2 separate regions of the Mus musculus genome follow, and region 2 is linked to region 1. The links are chromatin contacts, called in public HiChIP or PLAC-seq maps. All regions are on one chromosome and are shown on one strand. The core of a region is the stretch at or near the end of the contact, and the rest is flanking DNA. Distances in the headings are between cores, read along the strand shown. Region 1 overlaps Hlcs (holocarboxylase synthetase (biotin- [propriony-Coenzyme A-carboxylase (ATP-hydrolysing)] ligase)). Region 2 overlaps Sim2 (single-minded family bHLH transcription factor 2).

Region 1 (5,946 bases), core at 1,909-4,408:
GAGCTCATCCCTGCAGTGATGGTGCGAGGAGGCGGGGCCTGTGGGAGGATGAGGTTACACGGTGGGGCTTGAGGATGGGGTCGGTGCTTTGAAGAAGGGGCTCTCACCCACTCCCGCTGTCTGAAGGCAGCTATGTGCAGGGTGGGTCCTCACCAGGACCTGACCCCTGGGGGCATCCTGCTCTCTCCCTTCCAGCAGCAAGGAGGAGCAAAGCTCTGTCCTCATCAGCCTGCCACACCTACAAACTGCCTCCGGTACCAAGATGTGAGAAGCCTGGAAAGCCGACTCCAGTGAAATGTCATCCAAACAGTACATACTATGACCATTAAACTGTCACTGTCACAGTAAGAGGTGAGTCCTGCCTCTGGAACTCTTACAGGTCCCATGCCTGCCACTCAGACGTTTGGATCCCAGCCTCACATAAACGCAGCGCTGGGGAGGTGGAGATGAACGGACCCTGCGGCTCCCGGATCAGGGAGTCTAGATGATCCCACAAACTCCCGGGCTCAGTGAGAGGCCCTGTCTTGAGAAAATGGTGGAGAGCGATTGAGGAAAACAGCGTGACAACCTCTGGCCTCCACGTGTAGACACGCATACCACATACATAACACAGACATACAAACACAACAACAACAACAACAACAACAAAGCTTCGAGAATACTAAAAATGGACGTGGAGATATCTCTGAGAGAAAAGCAGGCCCCTGGAGTAATTCAACCTGAGTAGCCCGGCGTGTGAGGGGTTAACTTACTCAGGTGTCGAACTGGATCAGCCAAATAAAATTCCTGGAGAACTTGCCAGGACAACCCTTTCAGTCGTGACCACTGCAGAAGTCAAACGCTGGAATTGTACTCTAAACTTTAATTTAGAGGTAAACATTCAAAAAAGGCCAAACCCTGCAATCATTTTCACTTCTAAAGTACTAAATTGGCCCATTTAAAAAAAAAAAAAAGTCTCACATTAATTATTCCAAAGCAATCAACTTCCTAAAGTCCTTTTATTCACAATTACACTAATATCCCATTAGTTTGGGACACTTACCAGCAAGTTTGTTCTCCGCCTGTTACCTGTGTGCACATTAAGAGTATGCAGATAACACAACACGGGCATTAATATGTAAAACGCCAACAAAAGCCATCTGGAAAGCTAATGAATAATCAAGGGATTTCGAATTAAACGACAGGATTTTCCCTTAGAATCTTTAGGACAACACTGTCAAGTCCAATCTATTCGCTCGGCCTCCAGAATCAATTTTTCAAACTCTCTGACAGCTCTAATGGCTTCCACCTGTGTCTCCCGCCCGAGTCTTGACTGGCATGCTACCAGCCGGGGTGGGAATGGAGACAAAGCCGCCTATTAGGATCCGGCTGGTTCTCCACTGTGAGGTCACTCAGCCATTAAATTAGTTCCAGCCCAATTCTTGTCCTCTCTGGCTTGGACTTGAGGGGAGGGGTGCAGGGCGGAGTGAGTTCCTGGAGCAGTTTCAGAAGGGGAGGAAAGAGAGGCGCGGGTCAAGACTGGCTAGAGAGGCGAGCGAGCATAGGGTTGAGAAGCCGGGCTGGCCCCCAACTTTGAAGATCAAAATACTCTTTCCAAAATGACCGTGGCCATTCTCATTAATGTTATCCCTCCTCTCCACCCCCCCAAAAAAAATTCATAAAAATTCTGGAAACAGGGTCTCACTCTGTAGCCCAGGTTGACCTGGAACACATGTAGCCTAAGCTAGCCTTGAACTCATGGTAGTCCTCCTGCCTCAACCTCCTCAGTGCTGGGATTACAGACATGAGTTACTAGACATGACGTCCAAAGGCAGATTTTCAAGGTTCTTATGGAATGGCTTCTTTCCTTTCCCTCTGCAGCGGAGTCTCACAAACGTCCCCTCCTCCTCAGCATGATCCGCAAAACCTCTGTCCCTCTGAACCACAGGCGGTTACTTAGAAACAGCAAGCGTGCCCGGTGGCAGCTCTGACATGGGAACACTTAGGTCAGATGAAGCTGGTGAGGGTGCCAGGGCAGCTTCTGATGTTCAACGTCCCTGTCCTCACAGCTCAGGGAGGGGATGTCGCCAAGGTCCCAGAGCCATTGGAGATGCCGTCATGGCCCCAACATTTTCCCCATCGACTACGAGCCTCAGTAAGCCGTAACTGCACAAAAGACGCTCGGGGACCCCCGGAAACAACTGCGTTGTCTCTACCGTGCCCTCTTCCAGACCACGAGTAGCAGCACATCTTATGAACTATGCTGTCACCAGAGTCCTTTATTGGGACTCTGTGGGAACCTGTCCTGAGGCAAAGGTAGTGTAAACTCGTGGACACAGTGCCTGGCTTATTTCATATAGTGCTGTAGGCAAACATGAAAAATCCAGGGATTTAAACAGTGGTAATTAAACATTAAATAGGAAAATCAAAATTATTCTTTACACGGATTAAAAAATACCCCAACTCTTGGCGAGCCCACCTAGCACTCACATACAGCTGGCTCGGTCCAGGATGGCTTCACAAGTAAGCCATTTCAGTATCTGACAGAGACTTGGCCTAAGTCAATCAAGAAAGAGTCTATGACTCACAGAAAAGACAATTCCAAAAATAACAATGATTCATGATTTGGTCACTCCGTGATCAAGGGCTCTGTGGCCTTAGGCTATCCTCACAAGCAGGCTGGGCCCTCATCTTACCAGTAAACAGAACGCACAGGCTCCCTAGGTACCCCCATTAAAGCAAGCACTGGGAGGTGCTTCTCCGGTGATGGGGACGGTCCTGTGCCTATCCACACGTAGACTGCACCACATTTGCAGACGGCTCCCTGGCCCAGCTGTAGGATGTGACCATGGAACACTCGGAGATTCGCTGGGCCAGACGCAGCCTGGATCCCATATCTTGGGACTCTACCCAACAGCTGAGCTAACTGAACGTGGAAATAGCACAGAAAGAAAAATAAAGGCCTCTGGACTCCCACGGAGCCAGCAACATAGACTGATACATCCAGAAGTCTCTCCCCTTACAACAGAGCGGGGTAAAACTCGTGGCCAGGAAGATAAGCCAGAGAAAATGACCTGTCCAACCCAAGAAATAGGCCGGCGTGGCCAACTCTAATGACTGTGGACGCATGGCCCACACAGCAAGTGTTTACTTTTTGTTTTTGGAAGGGACAGCCATATGCCCTTTGACTGCCTCGAGTAATCAGTAAGCAATTCTAATTCCTATTGTTCTACTGATGGCTCAGTAGAGTCGCAGGGTTGGGACAGAAGGTGAAGGGTCATCATAACTCCCAGTGTCACACCCAGAGACCAAACGAAGGCTCCCAGCATCTCCTGCTGCAGCTAGGCGGTTGGTTATGTGGGCTTTGCTGCAACACAGTGGTTATGTGGACCTTGCTGCTGCGGGGCGGTCAGGTGGGCTTTGCAGCGAAAGCGAAAATACAATGAGTGCCAATGCATTTGTCAGGTGAGAAATCTCCCAATCTCCCTAGATTTACAGTAACAGAAGGGTGCCTCTAAAGAGAGTAAGAAAGCAACAAAAAAAGCTACTGTTTCCTAAAGAGTCACTGTCTCAGGCTGGAGAGATGGCTCAGTGGTTAAGAGCACTGACTGCTCTTCCAGAGGTCCTGCGTTCAATTCCCAGGAACCACACGGTGGCTCACAACTGTCTGTAGCAGGATCTGGCGCCCTCTTCTGGTGTGCGTGAGGACAGAGCACTCTTGTACAAGTGACTTAGAATCCTATGGACATTGGGGCTTCAACATATCAACAACACAGGTCTCCAAATACTTTTCTTAGACTGAAACACTGACTTCTGTCCAGGGGCTGGAGAGATGGCTCAGTGGTTAAGAGCACCGACTGCTCTTCCGAAGGTCCGGAGTTCAAATCCCAGCAACCACATGGTGGCTCACAACCATCTGTAACGAGATCTGACTCCCTCTTCTGGAGTGTCTGAAGACAGCTACAGTGTACTTACATATAATAAATAAATAAAATCTTTAAAAAAAAAAAAAAAAAAAAGACTTCTGTCCATCACTTTAGAAATGACCAGCCTTCACTTGGGTCCACAGACACCTCAGGGGGAAATGGCTCCGTTGGTGAAGTTTATGCCACACAAACAGAAGTACCTGGTTTTGGCTCTACAGCTGCAATACAGAGAAGCTGGGTGTTTTAACTCCAAACAGAGGCCACAGAATAGAAATAGAAATAGAAAAGCAAAGCACAAGGTCTCAACATATTTCCATTTAGCCCAGTTATGTGTCACCCTGCAGAATGCCCTAGATTAGATGTTTCACACTGATTACTACACAAAGGAAACAGTCACCTGGCCACAGCCACCTGTTGCACTATTTTTCATAATTTCCTTCAAGGATGTTTTGAAATGGCTGATTAAAGAAATAACACCAGCCACAAAAGCTGCGTGTAAAACATGAGCTCTGATCCAAGCGCTTCTTTTAATTCCTTTCTTATGGCTCAGGCGGAGGGGGACGGGGGATGGGGAGGGGAGGAGCAGGGAACTGGTGGGGGGGAAGGGGCTGGGGAGGGCAGGATTTCCTTCTATACCCCCTCATTCACATGATGGGCAGACCTGTCCCTTCTGCCTGGGTACAGAGAACAGACATCAGCAGTCACCTCGGCCAGGCCCGGCTGGAACTCACCCATCCAGGAGACTCATGGTGGTGGAGGTCACTTCTGCAAACAGAATCACTTTCCCAAGGCGCGTGGTCTGCAGATTCTGTCGATAGGTCTCTAGGCTGAAGTGCTCTGATGAAAAGGCTTCTGGGTCAGTGACCACAGGCATGGAAGACGGGGTGATCTCCGCTTCAGATGTGTAGGAGGAAACAAACTGAAGGGAGAGCTTGCTGGATTTTATGATTCCTTCAGGATCTGTGTGCCTCCCGAGCCACTGCATGAACGGATCCTGGGTTTCCTGTGTCGTAAGAAGTGGGGGGACAGACTGATAAGTTGAGGTTTAAGCCACTGACAGTGCTGTTTCCTGAAGACACTGCTGGGTGGCTCAGGTGCTCCCTACATCCTAACAGATGGACAGAGTTGGTACATCTGAACCCACGCAAAATAATAGATGGAGTACTGTGGTTTCAATTCTGTCTCCCAGAGCTCACATATTAAAAACCTAATTCCCAAATTCACGCATTAATGGTATTTTGGGATGAGACTTTTGAGGTATGACTGAGTCAAGGGGTCTTTGCCCTCTCAAATGGATTAATCCATTAGTGGATTACTGGGTCACTGAGTGAGTTAGTTATCACAAAAGTAGGTCAGGTCTGTAATAAAAGCTAAGGTAGCCAGCCACCTTTTAGAAGCCTCTTGCTATTTGATATCCACAGCACTCCCTACGGACTCTGCAGTGTCCTCTGTGACCAGCAAAGAGGCCTTCACTCAGTGACACTCACACACGTGTACACACACACACACACATTTAAATTCTCAGTCTCCAAACTGTGAGGAATCCATTTGCCCAGCCCTAACAGAGTAAGATACTAACAATGTTTACAGTTTAAGAATTATACACTAGGATCCAAAGAGACAAGGTGAGACCGTCGTTTACTTTCTAAACCAATTCTATCGTGGCACACATCAGAGGACCTCTCCAGCTCTAGAGTTCCTATTTATCTAGTGCACTGTGCAGTCTACAGAGCAACAGCAAAGGAAGGAAGCAAGGAAGGAGGGAGGAAGGGAGGGAGAGAGGGAGGGAGGGAGGGAGGGAGGGAGGGAAAGAAAAAGAAAAAAGAAAAACCATCACCCTTACATCTTTATCCTTTTGCCCCACACTGGAATTTATTACCCAACCTGGAAACAAGCCCCAAGCAGAAGTCTCAGAAGGCAAAGCACCCTCACTTTAAGTGTCTAATTTTGATCTGTAGAAGACACACTGCTGGCATGTAAAGGCAGCTAGACATTGTCACCTGCAAAGGGGAAACAGTGTGGCACCCTAAGCTGCTTTCCT
Region 2 (5,946 bases), core at 1,449-3,948, 110 kb before region 1:
AGTTCGAGAAAACCCCAAGAGATTTCTCTGATGAATTCTCTCAAAGAGGAAAGAAGAGGCTGTGTCCCCAGAGGAGCAACTGGAAGTCTTTCCCAGCTCACAGCACTTAGAAACGTGGAGGTCTTTACAGGGAAGAGTTGGGTCTTTACAGGGAAGCCAGCTCAGAGGCCAGGCTGCTGTCATGGAGGAGACACTTTAAGGGGGTTGGGACCCTTCACTGTCGCTTGAGTTTCTGTCTCCTTGAGATGTTCTCGAAAGCCTGTTGGGTTACAGCCAGCTCTGGAGGGACAGCCCCAGATGGACAGTGGGGAAGGTGTTGGCTTGAGGCCCCCCAAGTCACAGGAGCAAGGGTGGTGGGCCTCGGGGAGCAGCCACTGGCCACTCACCCATCGTCATCCCAGCACAACTGAACTCAGCTTAACCTGATGTTCGGATCCTCAGGGTGTTGTGGTGTTCTCTTTGAAACCGTGGCTGATGCTTTGGCTAAGGTCGGGTGAGGCCAGCCGTGTTTAGGGTGTGGCACATCCCTCTGACAGGTTTACAGACACTGGAGGTTTGAACAAACCCAGGAGGGCACCCTGCCAAGCCCTTTCCCTGGCCTTTAATTTGTAATGTTGCTCAATGGTTTGTTGAGAACATGGTACGTGCGTGATTCTTTAACCACATTCGTATTCTTGCCGATTTAGTCCAATGGTCCAGGGGCTGGAGTCTCTCAGTTTATGCTGCAGAGATACCTGGGCTGTTTTTGGAGTCAGACAGCTGTCTTTTACCTTTCCTCCCACCCAGTTAGACTTGACTGGGTTTGCAGTTCTAGTGACCCTTGGAGAAATCTCTAGAGTCCTGAACAAACAGAGCAGGAGCCAGTGCCTCCCCCACCCCCCTCACCTGGAACCCTGTTCCCTCTCCATCTTAGAGGAACATCAACGGAAATATACATGCAACTGGAGAGCCATTCCAAGGAAATCCGAGTCTCTGAAAGATGTATGATCCAGGTCTGAGCAGATTAAAGAATAAAAATGGGGTCACGTTTCCCGGTTCTGTCTGTGGCTAGTGTTTCGCAACTCTCAAGCAGGGCCCTCAGTGCCAGCCTTCTTCATTACTGTCCCCACCACTCCACCGTCTCCTGAGCTGACTTCTTCCCGCTGCCACACTGTTATTGGAACCCTTTCTTCTGCTCTTTCATCTGTTCTTAAATATCTGTCACCAACATGCTTAGGGCCACCTACCTCTTTTAAGGACACAGTTCCCAGCTTGGTTGGGCCAAGTCTGTGAAGCCATACCACCGCCACACACAATTTCACCCATGGAAGGGGCAGCCCAGTGTGGCACTGATGAGGGCTTAGCTGCTGACAGTCATTTCTCTTCAAAGCGCTGACGTGAGAAATTAATATGTCTGGGACTTGTTGAGAGTAGAGGGATCATGTCACAGGCACACTTGGGAAAGTCTTCCACTCCTGAGGAGAGTGAGCACTTCCACCTTCTGGCCCGAACATTTGCAGCCGTGGCGCTGTGTTCTGGGGGGTCTGTAGATAATCCCTCATGGATACCAGGCTTAAACAGTTATCCTGTGATTCTCATTGGTAGGAACCACCCGGCTGTAAGATCTGGAGACCAACCACCACGACTGACAGTACCCGATGTAGAACAGTGATTTAAAGAGCCAACCCAGACCCAAGAAGTGGAAACAGCTTCAGTACCCACCAGCAGACAAAGGGATAAACAAAACACAGAGCGTAGTATCTATTTGAGAGAGGATAGTATTTAGTCCCAGAAAGGAATGCTCTGCCATGTGCTACAAAGGGAAATGGCCCTTAAACATGCTATCCTGTATGAAGGAAGGCATAAGTTCAGGGAGACAGGAAGTTGAATGGAGGACAAGGGTCTGTAACAGAAGGCCTGGTGGTATATGGGGGAAGGAGGGCTGGAGGTGATGTTTTGCAGGTGAGGGGTTTCTGTTTGCGATAACCAGAAGGTGTGGGAAGGCGATCATGGTACAGTGTGAATATTGTAAGTGCACATGGTCAATTCACTAGACCATGCACATAAAATGGCAAGATAGTAAATATTATGGGATGTCTATTTTATTAGAATTAAACAAACGAAGGAGCCGGGGAGATGGTTCAGTGGGCAAAGTGTCTGCTGTGTAGGATGATAACCTGAGCTCAGATTCCCAGGAGCCACATACAAGCATGGTGATGTAGCCTCTAACCTCAGCACTGGAGGTCTGAGATGGGGGATCGCATGCATTAGGCCATGCAGAGAACAAAACAGGTTCACAAAGGACAGTCCCCACAGGTCCCCGGAGTGGCTCTCCCCATCACACAGCTTATGTCAGTGGTCTGATCAAAGCCTTCCCCTCAGTGCCCACAGATAGGCAGGGTTCGAGAAAAGTTCCATTGCTAAGCCATCCCAAACGTGCTGCTAGCCGGTGGTTCCCGAACATTCTCACTCCCAGTTCTACAGACGACCCTGAGCTAGGATTCAAAGACTTTCTTCCTGTAAAAAAGATCATTCCAACACCAACACCTCCCCACCCCTGAGCCTCTTCACACTTGATTCGTTGGCAAAGCAAATACTGGTTCAAAGGAAATTGCCTAAGAGCAGCTTGACTCACGGAACAACCATCCTTCCACAGGGTGACAGAGCTTACGGGCTATGAGCCACAAGACCTGATCGAAAAGACACTGTACCATCATGTGCATGGCTGTGACACCTTCCACCTCCGATATGCACACCACCTCTGTGAGTATCAAGCCACCTGGCCAGGGTCAGCTGATCAGGGTGGAGGTACTAAGAACAGGGAGGGGACATTCCTGTTGCCTGGGGCTGGTGTATGTGTGAATCATAAAGTCCAGTGTGACTCCTTTTGCCTCTTGCTAATGATGGCCCCTGCTGCCTTTCTCTACCACTTACAGGCATGGTCTTAGTGACAATGTCAGACCTCAATGGCCCTGGGTTCTAGACTGTGGACTTGGAGGTCCAGCTAATCTATGGAATCTGGACTCCAGTTATGAATACCAACAATATTAGTTCAAGAACAGGGTAGAACCCTTAATACATATGACCAGGCACTGGGTTAAGAAATTAAGTAAAGGAGCTGCAGAGATGGCTCAGTGGTTAAGAGCACTGACTGCTCTCCCAGAGGTCCTGAGGTTAATTTCCAGCAACCACATGGTGTCTCGCAACCATCTGTAATGGGATCTGATGTCCTCTTCTGGTGTGTCTGAAGACAGCTACAGTGTACTCCAATACATAAAAGGAAAGAAGAAAAGAAGAAGAAGGAGAAGGAGGAGGAGGAGGAAGGAGAAGGAGAAGGAGAAAGGAAGAAGGAAGAAGGAAGAAGGAGAAGGAAGAAGGAAGAAGGAGAAGGAAGAAGGAAGAAGGAAGAAGGAGAAGGAAGAAGGAAGAAGGAAGAAGGAGAAGGAAGAAGGAAGAAGGAAGAAGGAGAAGGAAGAAGGAGAAGGAAGAAGGAGAAGGAAGAAGGAAGAAGGAGGAGGAGGAGGAAGAAGAAGAAGAAGAAGAAGAAGAAGAAGAAGAAGGAGGAGGAGGAGGAAGAAGAAGAAGAAGAAGAAGAAGAAGAAGAAGAAGAAGAAGAAGAAAGAAGAAGAAGAAGAAGAAGAAGAAGAAGAAGAAGAAGAAGAAGAAGAAGAAGAAGAAGAAGAAAAAGAAGAAGAAGAAGAAACAACAACGTAGACTATCAACCAGTGAGAGATCTTTATCTTCATTTTACTTTTAAGGATACTGAGGTTCAGAGACGGTGATGCACTTGCCTGTGGCCAACCCTCAGCAGAGTTGAGTCTTGCTCCACTGGGATGCCAGAGACATCTTCTGTTCTAGCACAGGGGGCAGGATTTGATTTACCCATGGAGGCAGTTTCAGGACCTCAGGGTTTGGAGAAGGGTGTGTAAAAAAAATGGCACTTTTCTTCAGGAATACAGAGAATAATTTGGGTGGAATGAAATATCTTGTCCTTCTACCCTCTAGCCCCTTCAGGCACACAGAAGGTCTCAGGTACTTGTAGGATGAAGGTGCTTGGGCAAGCTGGGGGCTTCCAGGTGTGGCCTGGGTCAGCTAAAGATGTTAGAGGACATTTGCTGGTGTCCCTGGAGGTGGCTGGCAGATCCAGGGGTTGCACTGTCCTCTTGGCTATGCGGTGTGACCAGGGGATAGTGACTAGGATAACATTTGGGCTGTTCTCCTTTCTCCAAGTTCACAGAGAGCCCTGCCATGACCAGATTCCTGGCCCCTTGGCACACAGAGATGAGGAGTTAGAAAGTGTGTGTGTGTGTGTGTGTGTGTGTGTGTGTATGGATGTGTGTGTATCTCTCTGTGTGTGTGTGTCTATGTTTATGCACATATGTAAAGTTATATATGCACAGGTGTGTGTATGAGTGTGAAAGCCAGGGGTCTCATAGGAAGTTTGCTATCTTCACATATTGAACAGGATCAGAGGGAACTCTGACAGGAGTTGTCTGATGGTAACACAGAATCTCAGGCCCTGGGTTCCAGTCCCAGTAGGATCAGAAGTTAAAGGCATTGTTTTTTCTTCTTTCTTTTGTCTTTCTCTTTCTTTCTTTCTTTCTTTCTTTCTTTCTTTCTTTCTTTCTTTCTTTCTTTCTTTCTTTCTTTCTTTCTTTCTTTCTTTCTTTCTTTTTTTCTCTCTCTCTTTCTTTCTTTCTTCCCCCCCTCTCTTTCTTTCATGCATGAGAGAGAGAGAGAGACAGACAGATAGACAGAGAGGGTCTTACTGTGTAGCTTGGCTGTCCTGGAACTCACTCTGTAGACCAGACAGCCTTGAACTCAGAAATCTGCCTGGCCCTGTCTCTGATGCTAGGATTAAAGGTCTATGACTCCCAGGAAGGCATCCTTATCTATACAGAGAGTTTGTGATCTCTTGGGATACATGAGACCTTGTCTCAAAAGGAAAGTATAGGAACCTCACTGGCTGCTGCCTTCCCAGCTGGCCCTCAGTCCTGGGGTGCTCTGGGACCAAGTGGGAGCCGTATGCCTCTGAGTTAATGGGGTAAAAGAGGAAAAATTGGCCAGCACTTCTACATGGCAGTCCCTGTCGTTCTCAGCTAGGAACTGCTTGTGAGTGACATTAATCCCCTGACTCATTCCATGTCTGGTTAGAGTGTGCTTTGCTTAATCGAGATCTCCAGCAGGAGAGCAGGTGCCTGCAGCTGGAAGCAGCCACCAGAGCCCGAGAGCCTCAGAGCCCCAGAGCCCCAGAGCCTCAGAGCCTCAGAGCCCACTTCTCAGTCCCTCCTCAGGCTCCTCCTCTGCTTGGCTGCTGTTCAGCTGTGTCCCAGTCTTCTGTACACAGAAGCCTCTCCTTCCCTGTCTGAGGTTCCCATTGACTACCAGCCATGACCTCATGGCTATCCTCGCAGCTCCTGCTCTATGAAAGGCGCTGAGCCACCCCCACCCTGACCCCAGCCCGGTGCCCAAGGCTGTTGTTTCTCCTCTCACAGGAGCACCTAACTGTGCTTGGCTCCTTAGAACCCCACAGAAGTGACATAGCTTCTTTCTTGAGGACCCTGCTGCTCATGATGTTTAGATGTTCTGGGGCGGCCACAACCAACCACTGCACAGCCCAAATAGCTCTTACAAGAGGCTTTCATTTCTCCACAGTTGTGAGGCACGGGTCCTGTTCAAGATGTCAGCACGGTCCCTCCTCTCCTCAGTATCTTCCTGGTGCTCTCAAGTGCTCAGTCGTCCGTGTGTCTGCTCCCATGCTCCATGGTCCCATTATCTTATAAAGACATTGGTCGTAACGGGTCAGGGCCTATGCCTGTGCCACCATATTTACCTCTATAAGGTCTCTGTTTCCAAAAAGTCTTGTTCTGTGGTGCTAGGGGTGAGAGTTTCAGCTCTCTGTTTGGATGGCACAGTTCAGCCTGTAGCAGGGATGTTCTTCACACCCTGATCCTACTTCGGCTGTAG

The links. HiChIP or PLAC-seq counts read pairs in DNA pulled down with a chosen protein or histone mark.
Region 2: a contact with region 1 is called in an HNF4G HiChIP or PLAC-seq map of pancreatic cancer cells. The contact joins two enhancer-like sites. A contact is called at or near these places in 4 of 484 Hi-C or Micro-C datasets (the N1E-115 cell line, embryonic stem cells and trophoblast stem cells), 7 of 115 datasets of contacts at active chromatin or transcription factors (the HPC-7 cell line, double positive thymocytes, embryonic basal ganglia and 4 more) and 2 of 9 other capture datasets (adipose tissue and liver).

The regions. Positions count from the first base shown.
Region 1 is chr16:94,226,428-94,232,373 of GRCm38.p6, forward strand. Hlcs (holocarboxylase synthetase (biotin- [propriony-Coenzyme A-carboxylase (ATP-hydrolysing)] ligase)) reads right to left here. Exons shown (of 11, transcript NM_001360045.1): 6 at 4,637-4,908. Among named protein-coding and RNA genes, the nearest start is that of Hlcs, 61 kb to the right of the region's middle. Within about 2 kb of position 3,159, at least 74 of the 459 cell types and tissues checked have an H3K27ac peak or open chromatin away from gene starts, as enhancers often do. A contact at or near this core is called in pancreatic cancer cells and trophoblast stem cells, where this site is marked.
Region 2 is chr16:94,112,288-94,118,233 of GRCm38.p6, forward strand. It overlaps Sim2 (single-minded family bHLH transcription factor 2), which reads left to right. Exons shown (of 11, transcript NM_011377.2): 7 at 2,636-2,742. Among named protein-coding and RNA genes, the nearest start is that of Sim2, 30 kb to the left of the region's middle. Within about 2 kb of position 2,699, at least 15 of the 459 cell types and tissues checked have an H3K27ac peak or open chromatin away from gene starts, as enhancers often do. A contact at or near this core is called in pancreatic cancer cells and trophoblast stem cells, where this site is marked.